Linked DNA regions of Oryctolagus cuniculus: region 2 is linked to region 1. Evidence: chromatin contacts called from public Micro-C data. All regions are on one chromosome and are shown on one strand. The core of a region is the stretch at or near the end of the contact, and the rest is flanking DNA. Distances in the headings are between cores, read along the strand shown. Region 1 overlaps BICC1 (BicC family RNA binding protein 1). Region 2 overlaps LOC127484208 (a long non-coding RNA gene).

Region 1 (6,930 bases), core at 1,618-4,117:
GCTCATTTCTTTCACCCACTTTGAATTGATTTTTGTGTATAGTATAAGGTTCAGCTTTAGATTCATTTGTTTGCAAGTCAAGATCAGTTTTGCCAACACTGTTTATTGAGGAGACTTTTTCCCATTGTGTAGAGTTGGCATCCTTGTCAAAGATCATGTAATTATATATGTGTGAGTTTATTTCTGAACTCTTTATTATGTTCCATTGGTCTCTATGTATGTCTTTATGCCAGTGTTACACTGTTTTGATTACTCTAGCTTTATAAAAGGTTATGAATCAGGGAAAAAAAATCCGATGGCTTGGATTTGAACCCCACCTCCCCAGTTACCAGCGCTGCTTGCCTGAGCAAGTTACTTAGTATCTCTGTGATAGGCAGTCATGAGAGTTACACAAAATAATACTTGTTCAATAATACTATAAAATGATTAGCAAAGTACCTGGAATATAATAGATGATTTAGATGTATTTATTCACACAAATGAGTATATATTCTTACATATTTACGTTTTCCTGTTTTCCCTAAACACAGAGACTTGCAGAGAGAACGTGTACACACAATCACACAAAAGGAAGCATATGTGGCTGGCACCACAAAGGCCAATATGCTAATGATCATCTTTACTACCTGTGCTACCCTAACCAGCACCAGTGTCTGTTTCTGAAGATGGTCTGCACATACATGCATATGCACACATATGAGTACCTACATATGCATATGTGTGTATGTGTATATGTAGAAACACTGTTCCCTTACACGGTATGAGAGAACCCAGTCAAGTATTCAGCAGAACTGTACACCCACTGTACAACCACACGTGTTCTTCAAAGCCACATTACTTTCTCCTGGTTTTTCTTCTCCAAATGGTTCTTTCACAAGGGCAGGAAGCAGCCCTTGCAGAGACAAGGTCCTGACCCCCGAGCGTCCTTAACATTCACTTACTTTTGTGTCTAAGACAGACATGATCATTTCCTTGGCTTCTTTAACATCTTCCTTCTTTCCAGAAACCTTTATATGGGGATCTGTAAGGAATCAGAAACAGCAGTCTCATGTGAAGCTCCCAAACTCTGTTTTAAAACTGTTGTTACTCCTAAGTGTTCCATAAGAAAGTCAGTAACTTTCATTCTAGGCATGTATCAATCTAACAATAACAAAACATCCAGAATTTCCAAATTTGGAGAATATTCTAATTATTCATGTACTTTTGCCCCTGTGACACATGGCTAAATGATTTTTTTCCAAAATAAGTGTATAATTGCAAAAATAATTATATAGTATTTTTAAACAAGTGAGATGTCCATATTTCAATATAACAATTGAGATCTTGCTACATTCCAGGACCCATTCAATGGATTTAAAGGTATTAATTTATTTAAACCATGACACAGTTTTGCGAGGTTGTTTACAGAAAAATCTAAGCCACAACTTGGTTTAGAATCTTGTCGTGGAAACTACTCAGTCTTGGGCCATATAAGTTAAAGCCTTTCAGCTATGAATTCATATTTTAAACTCTGTGATAACTAAGGAGACATCCTCACAGGTGTAGGTTTAAGAGAAAAAAAATTAATTTATATTTGGGAAAATTTGATATTTAATCAGAATTACTACTGAGTGACTCATCTAAGATGCTGTATCTATTGTACATCACTGCTACTGACCTTTGTGTAGGAAAGCACTCATTTAACAACTATTTTCTGCACATCTACTATGCACGAGTCTATGTTCCAGGAACTAGGGGTAATATCATATCAGTGAAGAAAAAAGGCTTCTGTCCATATACGGTTTATCATCTTGTTCAGTGAGACAAAAATGAGAACAAATTGCCTAATACATTAGAACACAAATGTATGAAAAAGCACAAAAGGACAGCAGGATGAATGGCTCAGGAATACCAGTTATGGGAAGGGGAGCGGGCAGTGGGATTTGTAGAAAATGAGATCTGCGTACAGGTGGAAAGGAGGTGAGATGGTAGATCTGGAGCCTAAGCCCCAGGGTTGCTGACCCAGCTCTCCAGGTCTCCTTTTAATCTGGTGACCTAGTGCTGTCTCTCCTTCTCAGTCAGCCTGACAGACCAAGATGCTCTGGGGTTAAATAGAAAGTTCTTTAACCATTAGTTTCAGTGGTAAAGATAGAGATAATCTATCAGGAGTTTCACCTCAGTGATAAATCTCCACCCTACTGAGTACCCACACGTCTCAGCTGAGGCCATGCTGTGCCCTCCGACACGTCACAGCAGTGACATCAGGGCCAGCCAGGGTTTGCCAAACGCCTTTCACAACTAACAAGCAGCTCAGATCCAGTGCTTTCACTCTTCGAAGGCAGCAATTCTCTGGGACACGGAAGCCAAATAAGCAGGTAGAGGTTTTATCCCAACACCACCACCACACTCACATTTCTCCTCACAGCTGATCTCCTTATCCACCCCCTACTGCCCAAGGTGAAGTCAAAGCCACACGAAGGTGCAACTGGGCAATGAGGAAACAAAGAATGGAAGAACCCATTTTCCTAAAACTACCTTCTCTTCAGACCAGGATGGTGAAATTCCAGCTAACAACAGTGCACTCCCTCCCCTCCACACACGCGCACGCACACACACGCACAGTGCGGAGGGCTCCGGCCCCTGAGGAGACGTCCCAGCAGCTGTGGCTGGTCGAGTCAGCGCCCTCACCTCCAGCCCCTGTCTCCGCCTAGACTGTCCCCCAGGGGCTGCTCGTGGCCTCTGGAAAGTCTCCCATCTTTTATTCCCTCTTCTGACACTTGCCCTGTCACAGGGACATTTGTGAAGATCAGAGGCCTGACGGTTGGGGGAAACTTTCTCCAGTGTTTGCGTACCAGGTGCTGTGAGGCAAGGGGTCTAAAAGCAAGGCACAGGGATGCTGGACTGCTGCAAGCTGGCAGCAGGTCCTGCGGTATCGCATCCCTCAATCCCCACGCACGGGCACTGCCTTCTCCCCCTCTTACTCCGGCCAGCTTTTACCACTTCGGGAAACCTTACGATGGCCCCTGTAACTCCTCTAGACAACACTTACATAGAAAGCTGTCTGGATCCAAAACTTCACACTCAAATATCCACAACTGTGGTTTGAGTTCCTGTGGGGCTGACACTGCTGTTAATCTCTACTGAAAACACTCATGAGTATGCAGTGTTTCTCAGAACATGCCTGTGCATCACTCACTTGCTAAAACACACGCACCCTGATCAGGATGTCACTGGTTCCCTGATTCCTAAACCAAGGATGAGCAACAGTAGATTAAACCACCGAGACTTTAAATTTTAACCTCTTATGTTTTGGCCCAAGACACAAGACAGAAATGCTTCTACAGGATACAACTGTATTTTTCTCACCCACAAAAGAAGTTAACAGTAAGTACAGAATGGCTAACCTGAAACCTGACTCTCACAGGCTGGAAAATCACCTTAAAGGTCCTATCCACCTGTAGACAGACAGGGAGCCTCGGATGCAATTTAAGGAAGGCTCTGATTGCCATCATCTCTGCATGAACAGAACAATAAGCAAAATAGAAAGCAAAGGCAAAAAAAAAAAAAAAAAAAAAAAAAAACCACCTCATTTTAAAGTGAAATGGCACCATCTAGTGTTCAAAACTATAAAGTACCAATGCACACAAAGACACACAGAGGAAGCAAGGAGTAACATCAAACTCCACAGGGAGTGGACAACCGACAACGGACATGCAACATCAAACTGTCTCCAGGATGGGAATAAGTGCTTTTTTTCTTTTTTAAAGTGCTCCCTTCAATAATTAATTTCAATAAGGATAGAAATGAATATGACAAAATTGGGATTTAGATTTTTTATTCTTTTCTTAAAAGATATACAGGATGTGAGATTTAATTCCAGGTTTAACCTAATTTACTCATTTGAGTTCATAAAATGCTGTTCGTTTTCAGTAACTGTTACAGTCTGTAGTTCAAGCTTGTCTATGTAACAGCACAGGGGCCCCAGCTTTATTCAGACTTTTTTTTTTTTTTTTTTTTTTTTTTTGGACAGGCACAGTTAGACAGTGAGAGAGAGAGAGAGACAGAGAGAAAGGTCTTCCTTTTCCACTGGTTCACCCACCAAGTGGCCACTACAGCTGGCGTGCTGTGCCAATCCAAAGCCAGGAGCCAGGCGTCTCCTCCTGGTCTCCCATGCGGGTGTAGGGCCCAAGCACTTGGGCCATCCTCCACTGCACTCCCGGGCCACAGCAGAGAGCTGAACTGGAAGAAGAGCAACCGGGACAGAATCCGGCGCTCCAACAGGGACTAAAACCCGGGGTGCCGGCACCACAGGCGGAGGATTAGCCTAGTGAGCTGCAGCACCGGCCCAGACTCATTCTTGAAATACATGACACACACACGCACGCACACACACACACACACACACACACACACAATAAAAGCCAAAGTATGGACATACTACTAAATCTAAAAATGAAATAAAAAGGTCAGCAAGAAAGTGTGTCAGTATATGGTAGAGAAACTGGAAATAAGTGTATAGCTTCCCCCTTTCCCAAATTAATTATTTTGAAGTACAATTCTAATGTTGCCATAAAAATATGGAGACATTTACTTTAAAAACTATGTTCATTGCTTTATAACAAACCCTCAAGATCCCTGAACACAGGGACCATGTATTACTTGACTTTATAACAGCCACAGTACCAGACCAGACGCAGATATCCAGTAACCTGCTGCTTGAACAGACTGAAAGCAGAGTATTTTATGAAATAGCCAAATTCAGAGGGAGGAGACAGAAGTCTAGATCCACATTTCATATCCAATGTGACCGTATTTCCTGCACTTCCCCAAACAGGTCTCACTTCAAAATAGATCTCAGCACTTGTCAGGTATCATCCAGGTTTTGGTTTTATATTTCTGCCCTACCTGTCTGTTCATATGTCTCTCATGTCAGCCTATGGAAGGGAGGAAGACCAGCTGGTAGTCCAACCTTCACTAAGTTACATGAAGCTGCCACAGACATGCTTAAGAAATGGGTTTTATAAGTGTATACTGCAAAAGAGAATAGAAAATGTGCCTTTTTTAAAAAAAAAGCTGAACTTTTTTTATAAAATGGTTCTCATGACTTCCATATGGCAATTCGTAAGGACTTGATAAGGCAACAAGTGTTTCCATCAGAACACCTGCTAAAAACCAATTTTCAATAAAAATAAATATTTAAAAGATTTGGGACATTTTATGGGAGGTTTACTTATGATTTTATGGGAGGTTTACTTATGATTTTAAAGATTAGCTCTTGGTACCCTCGTTTCTAATCTGTTTTCCATTCTTGCAAATATTCCAATCCCTGGAAACAGCAGTGAGTATTTCATGGTCTTGTCTTCTCTCCTCAAGCTGAAACCTCCTTTCCACTTCATTCCTATCCCACAGCAAAACCTGTAGAAAATACTTCTATCAGACATTTGTGTTTATTATACTACAGAAAGAAATGTGCTATTGACACAAGATGAATTTACGCCATCAGTCTTTCACCAGCAATCTGTTTGTAGCTACTTTCCTGTCTCCAATGATTGAAATACTGCTGAGCTAATGATTCAACAACAACAACAAAAATTCACAGTAATTCTTTCATTCTCAGGATATTCTTTTAGACAGAAAATACCTTGCATGAGCAACTCCCTTCTTTCCAGTCACAATACCCCCCAAAATATCATCACAGTGCACTTCTGTTCATGGGGGAAAGTTCTATATCACAGCCTGGGGTCTGCAAGGCTCACACATTTAATACATATAAACAGAACAGCCAAACCGCCCTACATCATAGAGAAGCAATCGATGGGCAGAATTCATCTGCCCTGGCTGGGAGCTCTTTCCATGTTAGTCGCCAGTTTGATTTGTGGCTAATGAACCTTAGCCTCTGTAACTGTCCAGCCAAGAGGCAAATCAGCGGGGGCCTGTGGCCGTCAGGAGTGGTCAGTGAGGACCAGCGAGACGGCCGAAGCTCCACCTTTCTCTGAAATTCTTTGAAACCAGCAGCCACCAAGTGGTTCCAAACTAGTAAAGGCCAAATTTTTTATCATGGTGTCCTCATCTGCAATGCTTGGAACCAAAAGTGTCTCATATTTCATTTTTAATATTTACATATACATAAAGAGATTGATTAGAAGTAGAGTCCAATGCTAAACACAGAGTTCACCTATCTTTCACATAAACCTTCTACACAGATTGAAGTACATTTTGTACCATATTTTTTTTTTTTTTTGACAGGCAGAGTGGACAGTGAGAGAGAGAGACAGAGAGAAAGGTCTTCCCCTTTCCGTTGGTTCACCCTCCAATGGCCGCTGTGGCCGGTGCACCGCGCTAATCCGAAGCCAGGAGCCAGGTGCTTCTCTTGGTCTCCCATGCGGGTGCAGGGCCCAAGGACCTGGACCATCCTCCACTGCACTCCCGGGCCACAGCAGAGAGCTGGACCGAAAGAGGGGCAACCGGGACAGAATCCGGCGCCCCAACAGGGACTAGAACCTGGTGTGCTGGCGCCGCAGGCGGAGGATTAGCCTAGTGAGCCGCGGCGCCAGCCTTGTACCATATTTTTAGTGCACTTACATTGTGACCATAATCTGACAGTTGAGGCCAGGAATAGAATTTTTTTTTTTTAAATGAGTTTATTTGTTTGAGAGGTTGAGTTATAGACACAGAGAGGGAGAGAGAGAGAGAAAGGTCTTCCATTAGCTGGTTCACTCCCCAAATGGCCACAACGGCCAGACCTGAGCTGAGCCAAAGTGAGGAGCCAGGAGCTGCTTCCAGGTCTCCCATGTGGGTGCAGGGGCCCAAGGACTTGGGCCATCTTCTACTGCTTTCCCAGGCCATAGCAGAGAGCTGGATTGGAAGAGGAGTAGCCAGGACACAAACCATCGCCCATATGGGATGCCGGCGCCGCAGGCAGAGGCTTAGCCTACTACATCCTAGCGCCCG
Region 2 (6,930 bases), core at 1,794-4,293, 180 kb before region 1:
TAAAGGTGAATTCAGATGTATCATGGGCCTCCTCAGCTAAGCTCCATGGTTTCTTTGATGAACAGTGTTGGAAATTCTTGCCGTAGGAGTAGCAATTCCAGTGGGTAGCACACAGAGAGCTATGATTAGTGTTAAGGAGAATAAATCAAATGACACACTAATGTCATAGAGGTTGTTATGTCACTTTGACAGGCTGTATGTTGCCATTTTGTGTGTTGGCCAGCAAAGAATGGATTAATTAATCCCAGGAATGCAGTGAATATTATTTTGAACTATACTGATCCAAGATAACATTGATTGAGTTCCATGCTCTTCCATTTTGTTGGGGCTCAAAACACAAAACCTCAAAGTATGGCACCTTGGCATGCTGAGTACTTTAAACTGAAGAACATTAGGAGTGCCTGAGAAGCAAGGTTTCTATGAGCTTCTCCATCCCGTCTCCTGTCCCTCTTTCTCCTCTGAGTAATAGAAACCAGAATTTTTCACCAAGGCAGGTCACAGAAATTACAAATCCTCTCCCCAAAACAAGCCATACATGCTAGAATTCTCTCTCTCTCTCTCTCTCTCTCTCTCTCTCTTCCTCTTCCTCTTCCTCTTCCTCTTCCTCTTTCTCTTTCTCTTTCTCTTTCTCTTTCTCTTTCTCTTTCTCTTTCTCTTTCTCTTTTCTCTTTCTCTCTTTCTCTCTTTCTCTCTTTCTCTCTTTCTCTCTTTCTCTCTTTCTCTCTTTCTCTTTCATCTCCCTTAATGCCTATTCCAGAGGAATCTTGCGCTATACGCAGATGGAGGAAGGTCAAGAAGAATCTAAAGAGTTTTGCTAGCTCCCCACCTCGGTCTGTTATCATTAGATCATGCCCTTTTATCCAGTCACATTTCTACATGACAATCCATTCCTCACTGAACCTAAGAATACAAATAGGTAGCTTCTCCTGGGTCTTTGAGTCTTCATTTCTTAAAAACTCCACAATCATATAAAATTTTGCATAAACATGATTATGCTCTTCTCTTGTTAACTTGTCATTTGTTACTGGAGTGTTGGCAACTGTGACCCTTATGATGGATGAAGGAAGGTATCACACTTTTCTGCCCCTACAACTTCTCAGTCAAAATAAACCTACTGCCTCTGTTTTTCGATTGTACCAGACTTCCTTATTCACTGAGATACCAGTTAACTAATGTGATAAAATCACCCTTGCCAACAGCATCATGGGGAAATGTTCATGGCTCAGCAGTCCCACCTCCATGAGGTCTGTTCTGCTCCTCTTCTCACACCACTCTGCCTGGTCTGTGCCACAGTCCTGGCTGTTTTTAACTCTGGATTTCCTTTCCCCTTCTTGTACATGCAGCTTTGCTCACGCGATTTCTCCTGCCTGGACCACACTCCTCCAGTGAATTTCCTGTTTGCAATGGCAGCCATCACTCATGCTCACACATCCAGTCTGTTGCTGCCGGCCCTCCTCCAGCCTCATCTCACGTGGTCTAATGTGAACTTCTCTGCATCTCACCACAATGACAACCCGGCGTTTGATGGTGTGTCCCCTCCTGTTGGAAGATGAGTTTCCTGAGTACAGGGACTGTGTCTTTTTATCTCTGTATCTTTATCACTAGCTCAGGACCTTGAACACCATGGACTTTCTACAAATAATTGTTAATTAATGAATTAAGGATTAAGAGAGGAAATGCATGGTTTGCTCCAATGAGTACTTAACCTTTCAAAGCATTCCAAAGGACCTCAATTGTGTAAGTGTGGAAAGTCTAATGGAAACAGAATCTTTGCCTATGAATCCATGAACCATGAATCTGTGGATTTTTTTTTAATGGTCAGTACCCTGTACCTACCTACCTTCATCACCACTGGGGCTACCAGTAACACATCATGGTATCAATTTCAGACTACAATGCGAGTTTGCCATCTGCTGGTCATGTGGGGTAGCACAGTGAAAGTTATGACAAGGCATTTTTTATTTTCTCCAGAATATTCTGGATTATTATAAGTAGGATAGGCTTAGGTTCCAACACAACCAACCATTTAAGTTTTACTCAAGGGGAAATCATTCCCCATGGAGCATGAATGATTACCCAAGACCATACAGCTAATCAGCGAAAGGGTCCAAACTCTAATCCAATTTTGATAAAACTAATTTTTGTTCTTAATCGTAATTCTGGATGCTAACAGAACACATCTGGCCAATAATGCTGACCTTAACATTTTCCAAAAGGAAATGGAACAGCTGAGACTTGTTCCAGGTTCCCTGCCAGGAATCTCTTACCTCCTTATGTAAAGCTCCCTGGATCCCAGAAAGCAGATCTGCTTTCTGTCCAAGGATTTCCTGGATCTGAAAACAGCTGTACAGGATCATGAGTAAAAGGCTAGACTTACAAAACTTGGAATTTCACACCAAAAAGTTAGGCAAAGATGTGGTGCAGGACGTGCATTGCATGCCTTTGGATTGTGTGCTGTCAGCAAGACTCAGGATTCAAAACACCACAGACGTTTGTGCTCTGAGCAGTCACGATCTTTAAATGGAAAAGCTGACAAACCCTCACGGAAAGAGCCTGGCCCTGCCATCCTAATCAGAATAGACAGGGTCAGGTAGGGAACCTTCCAGAAAGTTCCGTCCTGAACCTGGTGGAACTGGCTACCAGGACTTCCAGTGGGTCCATATTTTTATTTTTTAGCTGCTCCCTGGGACTGGATTAAACTATAGTCATCGTTTGATTATGTGGTTTGCATGGAAACATGCCTATTAACATTCCTGGGATCACTGCAAAGTCCAAACAAACCAAGTATCTCAGTACCTGCCAGGAAGTTTCATGTTTCCCCAGCAGTTCTGAGAACGGAGGACTCCGGGGACTGGACTTCTGAAAGAAAGATGATGTGGCTGCCTGAGCTTCTCTCTGGGTGCTTCCCATGAATTTCCCCAGAACTCTTGGTTCTGAATGTGCTTTTCAAAATGGTCTTTACTCAAAACAGTACTACCAGCTGATGAACAGGTCCCGGCTGGTCCTTCAATCCCACAGTTTGGAAAAGTCACACCTTTACTTTATACATCTGGGGCAGCTGTTGCCCAGCAAGCATGCTAAGGAAAACAGTACAGGGTTTTGAAGAGCTGAGAATCAACTGTGGTTCTATTTTAGTCTCTTCAGGATTGGGAGGAAAGAATTCTTCCTCTTGAAAATAAGAAACAGCTAAGGGAAATGTTAATCTTTTCTGTAAATCCTCTCTCATTATCATTTTCCCTCCACGTCAACCAGCACAGTGGAGATGGGTGCTCACTGCTGGCCCACCCACACACATGATCTAGAAGGTCATTCGTTTAAAACTAAACCCGTGCACACCCTTCCCATCTCAACAGAGTGCTCATGGCCACAGGTAATGGCACTGTCTGGATGTCAGAGTGGTAGAGGACATGTCTAGGTATCAGAGACTTCTTGGAGAAGAAAAGAACAACGTTGCTATTTACTCAGAATTTCGGTGTGTGGTTTACATGAGGACTGAGAGGTCCAAATGAAGCACCCAAAGCCAAATGAAAGTGCTTTGGCCTTTACTGCTGCCCCTTCATCCCTCTTGAGAAAGAACTCTGAGTTCTTGGAAACCCTGGACTCCAAACTATGCTCTGGATCTACCCCAATAGCATAGAGACCCTGCTCAATGTGAGTGACAATTCTCCCATTGCAAGACCTATGAGGGCCTAAACAGTACTCAGTCGTCTTTGTCATCGCTTCTTTGATCCATACCAAGGAGATGCAGGGGACTGGAGTGCCTGGTTTCCTCTCACCAGCCCTCCCATCCATCATTCCCTATCTGCCGACATATTTCCCTTTATTTCCACCTGCTCCTACTTGTAGCTCCATTGACTCCAAATTCATTTTCATCTCTTCCCCAATGCACAGTGCTATTTCATAGACATCAATCAAGATCAAAGAGTACAAACTAGCCTTGTAGACAAGATTTGAAACACCGAGTTCAATAAAGTTACTGACTGGCCTTAATCCTTTTTTTTTTTTTTTTTGCACTGTAAGTATGATATGACAGTGGTATTTTCATGCTGAAAGTAGCATACATACTACATTCTTGAGAATTTTCACTTTTACCAGAAATTTTTGCCTTATTGAGAATGTGATTTAATTTAGACTTTGCTTAAATGATTTCAAAATACATTAGTAGCTTGATTTCATTCATAAAGACAATCTGAAACATTTGTTTTAAACAAAACAAAAACAGTACTAATGGTGTTTTAAAATGTAGGCTGTTGGGGTCAGTGTTGTGGCATAGTGAGTAAAGCCACTGCCTGTACCACCCGCATTCCATATGGGTGCCAAGTTGTGTCCCAACTGCTCCACTTCCAATCCAGCTCCCTGCTAATGGCCTTCAAAAAGCGGTGGAAGATGGCCCAAGTGCTTGGGCCCCTGAAACCACGTGGGAGACCCGGAGGAAGCTCCTGGCTCAGCCGTGGCCCTCTGGCCACCTGGGTAGTGAACAAGAAGATGGACATTCTCCCCCCTCCTACCCCCTCCCGCCATGTGTGTGTAATTCTGTCTTTCAAATAAATACACCTTTAAAAACAAAATGTGGGCTCTGGCCCTAGACTTTCTGGGCTCCCATTTGCCACTGCTGAGCTAGAAGAGTTGTGTAACTTACTCAACCTCTCCAAACCAGTTTCTTTATTTATAAATCCAGGTAACAATAGATTTACTCTAACAAAGTAGTGCAATTAGATTATACACAAATGTACATAGCATACTGTCTGTTGATTTGTCAATTGTGTAATGTTTAATTCTGTATTTAAATATGGTAAGCATTTAAAATATATCTCATTTAATCCTGATAACTCTAGAGTATGGGCATCATTGTCCCCATTGTGTAAAACCCTGATTGTCCTGAAGATATAACTTTCTAGACAGCTTTCTCAAGGAGAATTTGCTCAACCACATACCCACATGCCACATATCCACATACTCTTCCTTGAGTCCTCTTTGCCATTATGATTTACCAAATCTGGGTGTCTATACTCAGCTCCTCACATTGATATCCTGGGTAAATTCATTATCTATATTGATACCCAGCTTCCTAACTGCTCACTTCCTTGAACTCTTCATCTCCAAGGATCTCTACTCCAAATTTGGGTCATAGGTTTTCATTGCCTTTCTCTGGACCTTATTATCACTCAGAAAAGTCGCTCTACCTTCCAAATCAAGAACTCAGACACCTCATAGTCTATATCCTTCTAGGTGGTTCATTCAGTTGTTTATATCAAACCAGTTCGTTGACCATCCTTAAAATTTCTGTTATTCATTGACTCACAATACATCCCTTCACTTCTTTTTTTTTTTTTTTTTAGGATTTATTTATTTATTTGAAAGTCAGAGTTCCACAGAGAGAGGAGAGGCAGAGAGAGTCTTCCATCTGATGGTTCACTCCCCAATTGGCTGCAATGGCTGGAGTTGTGCCAATCCAAAGCCAGGAGCCAGGAGCTTCTTCCTGGTCTCTGACATGAGTGCAGGGGCCCAAAGACTTGGGCCATCTTCTGCTGCTTTCCCAGACCAAGCAGAGAGCTGGATAGGAAATGGAGCAGCCAGGTCTCAAACTGGCGCCCATGTGGGATGCTGGTGCTTCAGGCCAGGGCATTAACCCACTGCACCACAGCGCCAGCCCCTGCTTCCTTTCTTTATCCTACTTATCTTCAATATTTGGTTACTATAACCACTCATCATATCTACTTGACCTCTTTCAGTAAATCCAGCCATTGACCAAGGTTGCTAAGTTTCATTGTAGCAAATGCACCAGGGCTGACTATTGTCATTATGTATTCATGGTCAACATGCTCAACAGGATGCAGGCACTGCCAAGAAATTCTACTGAGTTTTTAATCAGTTCTCTCTGCTCTTCTCCATGGTAAGGGTTCCATACCTTCTCCACTCTTCAGTCCTCCAACTTCCTCACAACCCCTACTACTCCTGCCAATGTAAGAGAGGAGCCCATCTTTCTAACTGAGGCTTATTCCAACATCTCTGCTTTATCCCAGAGGAATCTTGCTTTATAAACTAGCCCTTCTTCCTCTGTCTTGAATCTCTTGCTGTCTGTTGCATATACCCCCCCCCAAGAGCTTTCAAATATGCTAAAGCCTTTTTCATCGCTTAAACCTCAAGACAACCCTGGAAATCCTAGTAGCCTATTTCTCTTTCACAGCTGAGACGATGGAGGCTTGCGGAGATGTAGGACGAAGGAGAGTAGGGTCTGAACCCAGGACACTGTGTCCATGCTTAGTGCCTTTCGTGACAACGCCATGCTGTATTGTGTAGCAATTGATTCAACCTAAATATTAAGAGGCTGTCCATGGACTGGGGAGATCTCTCTAAGTGCCTTCACCAGAGGACTGGATTGATTTCTTGGCAAGCCAGTGTGCTGATCAATGCTCCAACATCATGACTCCCCCTAAGGCCCCAAATGATAAAAAGAAATAGATGAACAGACCGAATCTGTTCTTTGGTTGCTCCGCCTATAAAGTGTAACTGACAATCCATCTTCTTCCCACCTTCTAGTATCATCCTCCTCCTACTCGCCACCTCTATTCTCTTCAGCAGTATAATGAAGATGGCCAATCTTCCCCCCATGGAAAGCTTTCAGTGGCTGTGGGGGCAGGTGCTACATACATGCCCAATATAGCCATCTTTTTTGGGAAGCTAATCCCCTGCCTGTGCTGACAGACAACTGTGATGTGGATGAAGCTGAGTGCATTTTCCTCAGAAAGGAAAAAAATAGAGCCAGGAGGAGGAAAATTATTTAAGCACCTGGGGGGAAGACTCAGAGAAGACCTGAGCACAAACACGGCCAAGCAACTAAATCATCAGCCTCAGCTGCAGCCACGTGTGTCTGCCCTTCGTTGGCATCAGACCAGGAGGAAACAAGGAGGCGTGCAGAGTGTGGGAGGT

Evidence for each region. Hi-C and Micro-C count contacts between places; a contact is called where the count stands out from the background.
Region 2: a Micro-C map of ear pinna shows a contact between it and region 1, with 4 times the contacts expected there. The contact joins two enhancer-like sites. A contact is called at or near these places in 3 of 6 Hi-C or Micro-C datasets (ear pinna, psoas muscle and an unstated tissue).

What each region holds. Positions count from the first base shown.
Region 1 is chr15:51,219,323-51,226,252 of mOryCun1.1, reverse strand. BICC1 (BicC family RNA binding protein 1) reads right to left here. Exons shown (of 22, transcript XM_070057685.1): 4 at 942-1,021. Among named protein-coding and RNA genes, the nearest start is that of BICC1, 290 kb to the right of the region's middle. Within about 2 kb of position 2,867, at least 1 of the 8 cell types and tissues checked has an H3K27ac peak or open chromatin away from gene starts, as enhancers often do. A contact at or near this core is called in ear pinna, where this site is marked.
Region 2 is chr15:51,400,299-51,407,228 of mOryCun1.1, reverse strand. It overlaps LOC127484208 (a long non-coding RNA gene), which reads left to right. Exons shown (of 2, transcript XR_007911026.2): 2 at 1,344-1,785. Among named protein-coding and RNA genes, the nearest start is that of PHYHIPL, 240 kb to the left of the region's middle. Within about 2 kb of position 3,043, at least 2 of the 8 cell types and tissues checked have an H3K27ac peak or open chromatin away from gene starts, as enhancers often do. A contact at or near this core is called in ear pinna, where this site is marked.